2 separate regions of the Mus musculus genome follow, and region 2 is linked to region 1. Evidence: chromatin contacts called from public promoter capture Hi-C data. All regions are on one chromosome and are shown on one strand. Each heading gives the region's core, a stretch centred on a gene start, on an enhancer-like site or on the middle of the called end of the contact. The rest is flanking DNA. Distances are from core to core; before and after follow the strand shown.

What was found. Promoter capture Hi-C pulls out the DNA fragments that hold promoters and counts their contacts.
Region 2: a contact with region 1 is called in a promoter capture Hi-C map of stem cell-derived epiblast-like cells, with 5 times the contacts expected there. The contact joins the promoter of Vwa3a here to the promoter of Abca15 in region 1. A contact is called at or near these places in 5 of 39 promoter capture datasets (embryonic stem cells, liver, stem cell-derived epiblast-like cells and 1 more) and 1 of 484 Hi-C or Micro-C datasets (embryonic stem cells).

The regions. Positions count from the first base shown.
Region 1 is chr7:120,326,563-120,332,308 of GRCm38.p6, forward strand. Abca15 (ATP-binding cassette, sub-family A (ABC1), member 15) reads left to right here and starts at 2,122. Exons shown (of 31, transcript NM_177213.3): 1 at 2,122-2,262; 2 at 5,588-5,668. The coding sequence starts at 5,609.
Region 2 is chr7:120,738,208-120,744,027 of GRCm38.p6, forward strand. It overlaps Vwa3a (von Willebrand factor A domain containing 3A), which reads left to right and starts at 1,350. Exons shown (of 34, transcript NM_177697.3): 1 at 1,350-1,736; 2 at 1,822-1,923. The coding sequence starts at 1,904.

The sequences.
Region 1 (5,746 bases), core at 872-3,371:
ACTGTCAATAACAAAAGTGAAGCAGGCAAGCATAGGAGGCAGGTTAGTACCCTGGGACCCTGTTTGGTTATGCCTATGCTCCCTCTTGTAACAACACTATTGGCAGCCTGCTCCTTTGCCTGGATGAACTGTGCACACACGTGGTCTGTGCACACTGCACACTATGGAGCATCAGAACCCACTCACACCCCTACCTGCGTTGATTGGGTTCTCTGTGAACCATACTATCAATTTCTCTGCCTCCAGCAATAATCAAACTTAGTGGTTACTTTCCAAGAATATTCTGACATATCCTTGTAACAAGAGTGTAAAGGCTGCTATGGCCTGAGCTAGTTTCAGGTGCATGTCCAGCAATGCAAATTCTGTTAAGTGAACTTTTATGGAGAATGCCCTAGTCAAAACTTAGGCCTATTCACAACCGGACATGCATATGGTTATCTTGCTATTTTTGCAGGTCTATGTGAGTCCTTGTTTTTAATTCTTTGGATAGGAGGCTGAGAACCTGTAAACCCCGGACCCTGCCTCCCCAACTAGCAACAAAATGATATCCAGAAGCCATCTATGTGTCATTGCTTTAGCAGATTAAAACATGTGTGGAGTCTTCTACGGTCCACTCTCCGTGACCGCATCATTGAGTCATCGCAGGTCTGGGGAAAGTAGGTTTTGCTACTTACTTTTTGTCATTGGAAGATTGGCAGGTGCCCAAAGGTTTGACCACAGCAACTGGTGCGCAGGTCACTGTTTCCCCCTAGAGACAAGATGCCAAATTACAATTTGCACAGGGAAAGTTTATTGAAGATATTTAAATGAACTCTCGGCACTATCGCTGATGAATGAAAACATCCAAGGAACAAGCACAGGGTAGCCGCGTCCGCTCCGCGACGCGGATTCTTCAAGGGCTGAATACCTGAGCGCCTGAACTGGAAACAGCTGTTGAGGCTGGGTTGTTGGCAGCCTCTCGCTGAGAGCCAGACAGCTGTGGCCCTGATGGTCCTGGACTGTAAGTGCGGGGGTGAGGGAGCAGGGGTGGGGATTTTGGGGGAGTATGCTGTCCAAGCTGCTGCTTGGCAAGTTACCAGGCCAGAGCCAATTAAAAAAAAAAAAAAAAAAAAAAAAAGTGAAGCAGAAGATAACCCGGGAGAGAAGCTTCTATGGTGTTCTTCCAGCGCCCTCTCCTGACAAAGTGTAATGTCACATTAGTTCCCGCTCCTTTTAGCGCCATGCAACAATAAATCCCTATCATGCACGTCAAGGATAGATAACTTGCGGTGCCTGTCAGAACTCAGAGCCTGTGACTCTAAAATGAAACCACACTGGAAGAGGGTATCAGGATGGGTAGAGGCAAGAAGAGTGGGCATTCATGGACCTGTACAGCACTGGGATATTTGATATAGAGGTGGAGTCGACCTCTATTGACAGGCTAGTGGATGAACCCAGATGAAGCAGGTGGGGAGTCTGAGAGCTGAGGGCAAAGGGCTTAGGCAGCTCCTGCACGCGGGTTCATGGTTAAGTCAGTACGGACTTGGAAGGAACTGAGAAGAGTGGCTAGATATCCCAGATTGGGGAGCAGCATAGAGTCAGAGAAGCGGAGAGATGGGAGGGAGAACGGAGAGAGGGGTGTGTGAAACACTATACTGCTGGGGCTGTGGGCAGAGGATCCCAAGTGTGGAAAGGAACAATGGTGCATGGTGGACTGAATGATAGGCGTTGCTGAGAAGGATTTGGAACAAGTCAGGCTCTGTGCTGGGCTCTGTGCCAGGTCTCTCTGACTCCAGGTTGAGCTTGCTAGCTCTAGTAACTCATCTCCTAACTACAGTGCATGACTGTTGATCTATCGCCAGGAGCCCTCCCAGACCCGCTTCCGTGCTCTTTCCCTCTGAACTGTTGCACTTGGGAGAACAGGAGAAATATATGGTTTCGGCATATGCTCCGTGATCCTTCTGTTTTGTTGGCTCCCCCTACTCCCAGCCCATCCCCTGTTCCTCCCCCAGCACGTGCCTCCATCTTTTTTCTTGCACCTGACTCTCCTCAACGGCTCACCGCACTTGGCGCGTGCCTCTGGTCCACCCACGACTGTACTTTTAATTCGTTGCACGAGATCCGATCCGGGGCCACGATCTTGGAAGAAAGAGCACTACCCTACAGGACGGTTAGCTAAGGCCTTGCTTGTGTGCAGGAAGAGCTTCCAGAACTGGGCCATATGATGCTCTTCGGTGGATAAGGCGCTAAGTGGTTTAAGGTTGCTTAACTAGAGCAGTAGTGGTGAGTCCTCCCTTGTGTGTCCCCTGCTCTCACACTGCTTTCAGATACCCTGGGAGTTCAATCTCCCTTTCTCTCTGTCTCTCTCGCTATTTGCCATTTTCTATATAGAAATGGGGATAATGCCAAAACCACAGCTCGGGGTGTAGGAGGTCAAAGGCAAAACGGCAGGATGCCCCATCACTGCCCTTTGAGTTGTGGACCAGCCAGATCTTCACAATGAGACTGTCTTAAAAGAGGGTGGGGATTAGCCCCACATTTTTTCCTTTACCCAGAACACAGAGTAAAGAGATGTCTGGGCTGTGTAGGATTTGGTTGCCTCCCGAGCTTCACTCTTCTGCTCACTTAGTTTTATTCTTGTTATTCTCGTTCCCTGACATACTGGCAAGTTGTTTCTCTGAAAGTCTGGGATGTAAATTTTAATCCTGTAAACTTCCCTTAAAGAGTGAGTATTTTGCTAAATCTTGTAAGTTTAGTATGTTTTTTTTCCATTTCCATTTGTCTCAAGACATCGGTAATTGCTTTCTGGGGGAAAAAAAGCCTTCATTGACGATTTTACTCACAAGAAGCATGGTGTCTAATTTCCATATATCTGTGAATTTTCTAAAAGTATTTCCTGTTATTTATATCAAACTTACATAACACTGTGATCAGAAAATATATATGATACAGGTCCAGCTCCACAAGCACCTACCTCAGCCTCTTGAGTAGTTAAAATTATGAGCATGTGTCACCAAGCCTGACTTTGTATCTGTTTTAACTAGCACAGCTACTTCTGTACTCTTTTGGTTTCATTAGCTTGGGGTGTATCTTTAATTTTATTTTAACTTTTATTTTTATTTATGGCCATGTGTTGCACGTGCACAACAACAATATCAATAAATTTAAAGACAGTAGTAGAGATTTTCCTAGTAATATTATGGTTATGTTTCATTTTGCTGTTATTTTCCAAAATGTTATAAAGTCTACTCAAGCGTCATTTTTTCCAAAGAGTTTGTGTGTGTGTGTGTGTGTGTGTGTGTGTGTCTGTGTGTGTGTGTGTGTGTCTGTGTGTGCACATGCTAACAGGGCCCCTGATTTGATTGCTGTGCCTGAGTCTGGATTATAGTCCCCAAAACAGCCCATCTCCTTCAGATTCATCCTCATTTTAAGATTCAATAAAGCTTTAACCTGATGACGTTCCTTTAAGGCCTGGGGCTCCAGCTCTTCTCCTCAGAGCTCTCTTCCCCGTAATTTCTGTCAGTTGTGTGAGGTCACTGGTAGAGGTGCCACTGTCAGTGGTAGGGATTTGGATCTAAACAACCTGATATCAAATCGGGGAGGGGAGTGTTGCTAGTTGCCCATCTGCGTTTCCAGAGATGGATGGACAGCTGGACTTTACGTACGGTGGAGCGACAGACTTTTTTAAGTTCAGAAGCTAATTGCTTTATCTTGGACTTAGTTTTAGCCATGCTCGAATCTGAACCAACACTTCATGATAATAAATAAAAAACCTCTTAGAAGCTTTTAACATAGCAGCTCACTAGCTTCCAACAATCCAGGGGCTAAGATGTCATCAGGCAGCATCTTGGGCTTATAAAATGGTTCTTCGCACCTTATTGCTCTGTGTGGGACATTTTTTAGATATTAAATCACCACAGATGCTGAATACATTTAAAATATAGGGATAAATGACTACTCCTGTAATTCAATGCTTATTGCTATTTTAAAGATGTATTAGAAAATTAAATTAACACAAACTAAGTAGTTTACTTGTCTAAAAGTCACATGCTGCTGGATAGGGTTTTTCTTTCTTTCTTTTATTGGTTTAAAACTTTTATTCTGTTTTCGAGAATCTTGAACAATGCATTCAGATCATAGTCTCCTCTCCACCAACTCCTCCCATATCTACCCCCCCTTCCCTACTTACCCAGATTTGTCCTCTCTTCAGGATTTTGTTTTTTCTTGGTTTTGATTTATTGAGCAGTTTATGCTATCCATATATACTTGGGTGTATGGTCTTCCACTGGAGCATTGTTGATGTACCAAGGGCCACACTTCCGCTCTCAGAACGTATCAGTTACCGATGCCTAGCTGGACAGGGGTGGCACTGGGACCTCCCTCTCCATGTTGGGATCTGACCTAGCTTGAGCTTTCCAAGGTTTTGTGCTTGTTGTCGTAACCACTGTGAGTCCATGTGTGAGGATGTCCTCTTGTGTCCAGCAGAAACTATTTACTCGGAGTTGTGCACTGCTGCTGGTTCTTACTCTTTTCACCCGTCTTCCACAGCCATCCCTGGCCATTTTGGGCGTAGCATGTATAATATAGATGTCTCATTTAGGGCTAAGCATGAGCAGTCTCCTAGTCTCTACTTCCATCTTTTTCTAGGTCTCTGTGTTAGTCGCCATTTACTGAAGGAGATGCTTGGCTGACAAGATTTAGGCGCTGGATTAATCATCTATTAATTCTATGTCCGTTTAGAAGAATAGTAGTGGGCTCTCCCTGAGGGTCCTGCCTAACCACTGGCTTCTTGACCTGATAGTTGTTATTGATATAGATTTCGTCTTCTGGTGGAAGACTTAAATAAATCATTGGTTTCTTGCTTTTGGTGCAATTGCACCAGTGGGCATATCTTGCCAGGCCAGTCATTATGGTCACTCATGAAGTTCATAGCTGGGGACGACTGATGATAATTTTCCTCCTCTGGAGGCACCAATAGCATCTTGCAACATTGTGAAAGCTGGGCAGTTAGGAATGAAGCTTCTGGGTGAGAACCAACTTGATTTTTTTTTCATGTTCTCTGACTTAAGTGTACAGTGTCTTTAGCAGTAGAGTCTGGAGTGTGCCGATAGTATTGGCAATTGGCAATAGCCTTTAATGTTCAGGGGGAGGTCTATGGGACCACACTGACCAATAGCTCCAAAAGTGTTAAACCATTCTTAGCACTGGAATTTTTGTTAGCTTTTGGAATCTAGTAGGGGCATTGTATAACCCATTTTAAGATAATTTCATTTTAATTCTCTCTCTCTCTCTCTCTCTCTCTCTCTCTCTCTCATATGTGTACACTTCTAAAGTAGTAGGCAGGCTCCTATATGATTTTCCTAAAGGTCTTTGCAGTTATTTATCTCTCCCTATCTTTTGCCCTCCCATCCCCTACCCAAATTTAACCCTTCCTAACCCAATATTCCCCCTTTAAATCTTTATACCACTGAATTCCCTCTTCTGTCTATTGAAACTTCTCCCTTCCAAATTTCCTGACCTCTAATGAGTATTCCAAATGAAAGATGCATATCTGAAGATGTAGACAGTCTTAATTTTCTTTAAAAAAAAACATTTCTAATTCCTCCAGAGTTGAACTCTGATCAAAAGAATGGCTTCATGGGAGTCAAGAAAACTTTTGCTTCTTCTGTGGAAGAACTTTACTTTAAAGGTAAGTTGAACTTGGCATAATATTGTTCCAACAGCTCAGAGATGGTCAGAGAGTAATTCTCACATTGTAATGGCTGCC
Region 2 (5,820 bases), core at 100-2,599, 410 kb after region 1:
CGTCCTTTGGCAGCCTCTCTTAGTCAGGAATTTAAAACGCAGTTGACTTCATGCTGCTTCTCCACCTCACAAGGAGCACCTGCTCCGTTTGCAATAAAGGAAAATACAAGTTAATCCCTCCAACATACATCCCATGATGTTACCAGGTGAGAGCTTTTAAAAGAGTGACCAGAGAGGGATGAACAGACCCTACCAGCTCCAAAGAACTAATGGTAAGAAAACAGATACACCTACCCAGGCAGACAGACATACATGCCTTTCATCTCAGTACTCTGAGTTCAAGATTGAGTTCCAGGACAGCCAGGACTACACAAAGAAACCCTGTTTCAAAAAACTAAAACTAAAACCAAAGGAAAGGAAAACAGACATCCCTGTTGTGCTTTGATACTCAACAAGAGCCACACTCTAGAGATCTACAAAAGGTTTGCTGCTGGGTGTGGTGACGTGTGCTTGCAGTCCCTACCCTTGGGTGGCTGAGGCAGGAGTGGCTGCACATCACAAGCCTGACACACAGCTTTCTCCTCTCCCTCTCCTGTGGTCTCCATAAGCCATCCTGGCTTTCCTTGTAGCTCAGGTGGATCCAGAATGTGCTTAGTGGGCTCAATGAAAGAAGGCTTCCCTTGAAATGTTAAAAAGGGAAAACAAAACAAAACACCGAAAACCCTGTGTATCTCAGAAGCAAGGGAGATGGGGAAATGCCTTTCTGGGACCCTTACGTTTCAAAAAACAATGCCAAAAAGTTAACCAGCTTCCACCCCCACCCAACCCTTGTATCTAGGGCCTCACAGAATATAAGCTGGCCTTGAAATTCTGTACCCGTGACCTCCCACCTAGGATTCCCCTCAAGATGGGCACATGTGCTCCTGACCTTCATTCACATCACATCTCATAGCACTGTCATCCTGTCGTCCCCTCAAGCCTTTCTGACCTGCCCCTTGCCCGCCTTGTTGGTGTTGGCAAGAGTGCTACATGCCCTGAATTTGCACAGGGCATTTGCAACCCACAGAGCCTGACAATTACCATTTTCTATTTGGGAAGTTTGGTTGTTTTTGATCTGGCCTGGAATGAGCACCTCAAAGACAAGTCCCCAAGTCACCGGAGTTCCAGCTTCCGGAGCAAAAGGTTCCGGAAATGAAGACCAACTTAAGGGTGTCTGGAATGAGAAGAGCTTAGCCACTTGCTAGCTGGGGGACCCTGGGTGGAGCCCCTCATCTCTGTGTCTGTAGAAAGGTGCCAAGGAGTGTGAAACTGTGTGCCAAGTGCTAGTTACATCACAATCACTTGAGGCCATTGTTAAAGGGTCCTGCTGCACTGCAGCACAATCCCGGGCTACTCTCCTGAATGAGACCAGACCACACAGGTGAGTCCTCTTGAGTCCCTGGGTTTGGGAACTGCTGGAGTGAATGACCTTTGTAGCACCTGGCTGCGGAGACACTGACCTGCTGACTCCAGCTGGGCGTTGGCCTGGTGCTGCCAGATCTCCTAGGGCTGCTTCCCAATCCTCAGGGGAACTGAAGAGGAAGGCTCTTGGGCTTCCCTTGCATTGTTCCTCCATTCCGGCCACAAGAAGGCAGCAGGCAACAGGGCTCCACTGGCCTAAACCATACATAGACCTGGCTGACCCAGAGGTTCTAAAAGTAGAAAAGCAGGTCACATCCTGCCTTTATCAGGAAAAGAAACACAGATTAACCTGACAGAGGGACTTGCAACAGTCAAGGAGCCCCTTTATCCCTGGGGTGAGCAAGCTCTTTGCCTTTCCCTGCCCCAAGCTGGCGTGGTGCAGTCTGTTACCTTGGAGACCAGCTAACACTTATCTCACAGGCAAGCTGCTCTATAGCGTTTGTTTGGAGGAGCTTGGAGCAGAGAGGTCCTGCTGTGCCTTCTCCCAAAGATGGAGATGTAAATGAAGAAATGCAGATGGAGGTGAGTGTCACAAGGGTTGGCAAGTGGGGAGAGAGAATGGTTGAGCATTGGCCAAAAGAGAAAGATTTCTGTACTTGGTGCTGAGGATCTGAAACAGTGTGGAGACAGCAGGACTTCCATAGAGTTTCCACTGTGGGGTAACACGTAGGATTCTGGGGTTTCTTGGCAGACAGGGGGTTAAGGATGTTTGTAGAAGTAAGCACAGCTTGAGGATGGTTAGTGAAGTGTGTGTGTGTGTGTGTGTGTGTGTGTGTGTAGAGGTTTCCAAGGAGCAGAGCGGGTGACGGGTGGGGTTGAGAAGCAAGGAGTTGTTCTGAAAGAATGGTGAGCCTTGGTAACTCTTGGGTCCCAGAGTTACCAGGAACTTGGCAGGGTTCTATGCAAGAGCGATGGCTCACTCTGGTAACATGGACTGCACAGGAGCAGTGGAGTAACTGTAGTTAGATAACAAGGCCTAGGCGCTAGGAAGATGGCTCAGCAGGTAAGAGCACCGGCTGCTCCTCCATGGGACCCAGGCTCAGTTTCCAGGGACCTACTGCCCTCCTCTGGCCTCCTCCAGCACCAGGCACACACGTGATACACATACATATATACATGCAGGTGAGATGCTCAAACATTAAGTACATAAATCTTCTTTAAAAATTAAATCATGCACATAAAAATAAAATTTGAAATCTACAATAACAATAAACAGGCCCTGGGTCAATGAGCTTGCTCAGCAAATAAAGGCATTTGTCATCAACCTGACAACCTTGTTGATTCCTGGGACCCACATGGTGGAAGGAAAGAACCTCCTCCAAGCTGTCCTTTGAATACAGGTACATTGTGGCGTGTGCCTGCAGGTACACATATACGCACATACACACACATACGCTAAATAAATACATAAGTAAGTATAAAAAATGTTAGCCCTCTAGATTGCCTATGGGCTTTTCATGAATTAAATATTTGAGAGTTTCTTAGATTCAGATGTTAACCAACTGGGAAGGTAGCTGACTTCTTTTATCCAATAACTCTCATAACAATGCGCTTTGATCAAAACACTAATCTGCCCATGGGATCCCTTCATTCTCCTATGGTACCCCCCCCCAGTCACCCAGGGCAGTGCATCCGCAATGTACCCCGCTCCCTTGGCTGAACTCCATACCTGCATGGTCACAGAGGTTGGAAAACAAAAGCCAAGACTAACTGGAACCCTCAGATAAGAGCCTGCACTGGAAGGGAAAGGGGTGGGCACTGACTGGGGGCGATCCAGGCCTCCCACGGAAAGAACAGGCATCCCTTCAGGCTATCGGAGGGGCCCTAGGGTCTCGTGAGTTATGAGGATAGCTTTTTACATTTTTCCTCCAGGACAGGGTCTCACTATGTAGCTCTGGCTGCCTTGGAACTCACAAATAGACTAGGGCAGCCTCAGCTCACAGATACCTGCCTACCTCCGCCTCCTAACTGCTGAGGTTAATGGCAAGCACGACTAGACTTAGCAAGGACGACGGCATTGTTTGAAAGTTTCTTCCTCGTAGTTTAAAAGTATTTTCTCATAGAAGATCTACTTCAGTTTGTCCTTGGGGACATTCTGGAATTCTCCACTGCACTCCACATTCTGAAATTCCAGAATGCATCTGAAGGTATCTGGTAGACTTTTTCCTTGTGATAAAATTTAGAGCCAATACCCAAGATACAATTCACAAACCACATGAAACTCAAGAAGAAGGAGGACCAAAGTGTTTATACTTCAAACCTTCTTAGAAGGGGGAACAAAATACGCATGGAAGGAGTTACAGAGACAAATGTGGAGCAGAGACTGAAGGAATGACCATCCAGAGACTGCCCCACCTGGGGATCCATCCCATATACAATCACCAAACCCAGACAGTTTTGTGGATGCCAACAAGTGCTTACTGACAGAAGCCTGTTATCGCTGTCTCTGGAGAGGCTTCACCAGTGCCTGACAAATACAGAGGTGGATCCTCACAGCCTACCATTGGACTGAGCACAGGGTCCCCAATGAAGGAGCTAGAGAAAGTACCCAAGGAGAAGGGTTTAGCAGCCCCATAGGAGGAACAATATAAACTAACCAGTACCCCCAGATCTCCTAGGGACTAAATCACCAACCAAAGAGTGAGACTCATGGCTCCAGCTACATATGTAGCAGAGAATGGCCTAGTTGGTCATCAGTGGGAAGAGAGGCCCTTGGTCCTGTGAAGGCTCTATGCCCCAGTGTAGGGGGGAATATCAAGGCCAGGAAGTGAGTGTAGGTGGGTTGGTGAGCAGGGGGAAAGGAGAGGGGATAGGAGGAGGGGGTTTTCAGAGGGGAAACTAGGAAAGGGGACATTTGAAATGTAAATAAAGTAAATATCTAATAAAAAAAATTTTTATGGAAAAAAAAAAGATTTAAAGCCAAGGGACAGGCATATTACACGAGTTGACAGCAAAGGGCCTAGGAACCCAGTGGGTAGCAGGCTCTGTGGGTTAATGGTGAGAGCCCTCTGCCTCATCCCCACAGGGTCCTTGCTGCTGCTCTACCCTTCATGCAATAACTAGCTCTACGCATCCTTTCAAGCACAGCCGTCTATTGGGAAACATTACAAAGTTCTTGCCCTCAAGCCTCTTCAGCGGGAGAAAGGAGGCCAGACCATAACCACGGAGAGAGAAGGTGACCCGTGCAACAGAGGGCAGTGCAGCCACACACAGGGGTGCTATTGCAGTTAGGTGCTCACAGACAAGCTGCATTGGTACCCAGTCCTGAAAGGGAAGGCTATATCTTCTTCATCCCTGCCCCTCCCAGGATCAGCACACTCCATTCCCCAAGAGGCACTGCGAAAGATCATGGGGTGGATACCTGGGATGCTTGAAGGTACAGCTCATGCTCCAGTAACCTGGAAAAAGGAAGCCTCAATTGAGAAAATGCCTCCGTCCGATTGACCTGTGGGCAAGCCTGTGGAGCACTTTCTAATTAATGCTTGATGTCACCTCCAGGCAGGTGGTCACGGGTTGTATAAGGAAGCAGGCTGAACAAGCCCCAGGGAGCAAGCCAGAAAGCAGCGTTCCTCCATGGCCTCTGCTTCAGTTCTTGCCCTGGGTTCTCATACAATATAATCTGAATACAGTTCCAACTCCATCCACACTCCTCCCCGATCCTCCCTGCTCCTCCCTGTCAGTGTTCTTGTTTCACAGCCACAGAGGAGCAAACTGGATACTTATGGTGTTCTACATTTCTGTCACACTTGGCAAAGTATTCTCACAATGTCGTCTTGGCTTTTGACAGTGGCGTTAGTGGGCAGAATGGTGATTACAATTCCCGTCTCATTCTCAACCGAAAAGCCGAAAGTCCAGGGCTCTTGTGTTAAGCTTCATGTGGTCAGCCCTCATCTAATTGCTCACAGAGTCTCCCCAGAATTCAGTAGTTTAGACCTAGTCATTGCAAAATGCTAATCGCTCCCCAAGGAAAAGGGAATGAGACCCTGGGGGTTACAGAGCTTGGGGTTCCAGTGTTCTGAGAGGGTTTCCAAGTCTTTGCCATAGGAATGGTCTCCAAGGGAATCACACTGAGGAGGAGCCAGTTCGATTTTATTTTATTTTTAAAGTCATTACCACTTTGTCCTGGAGTGTCTCCCAAAACAAACCACCCCTGACTAAAAGTTAAAGGCCAGAAAAGGAACCAACAAGCTGCGGAAGGGCACAAGGCAGGCAGTGCGGAGTTCGCAGTTCACAGTGAAGCCATGAAGCCACAACCCTGCTCAGCTGCTCACAGCCTGTGCCTAGCCCCACAGTTTGGTGTGGAGAGAGAGAAGGGAAGGAGAGAGGGAGGGAGGCAAGTGTCAGAAATGTTAATGAGCCAGCTTGCTTACTCTACTGTGAGGAATTTTAATGAATGATGTATCCCATAGAACACAGAAG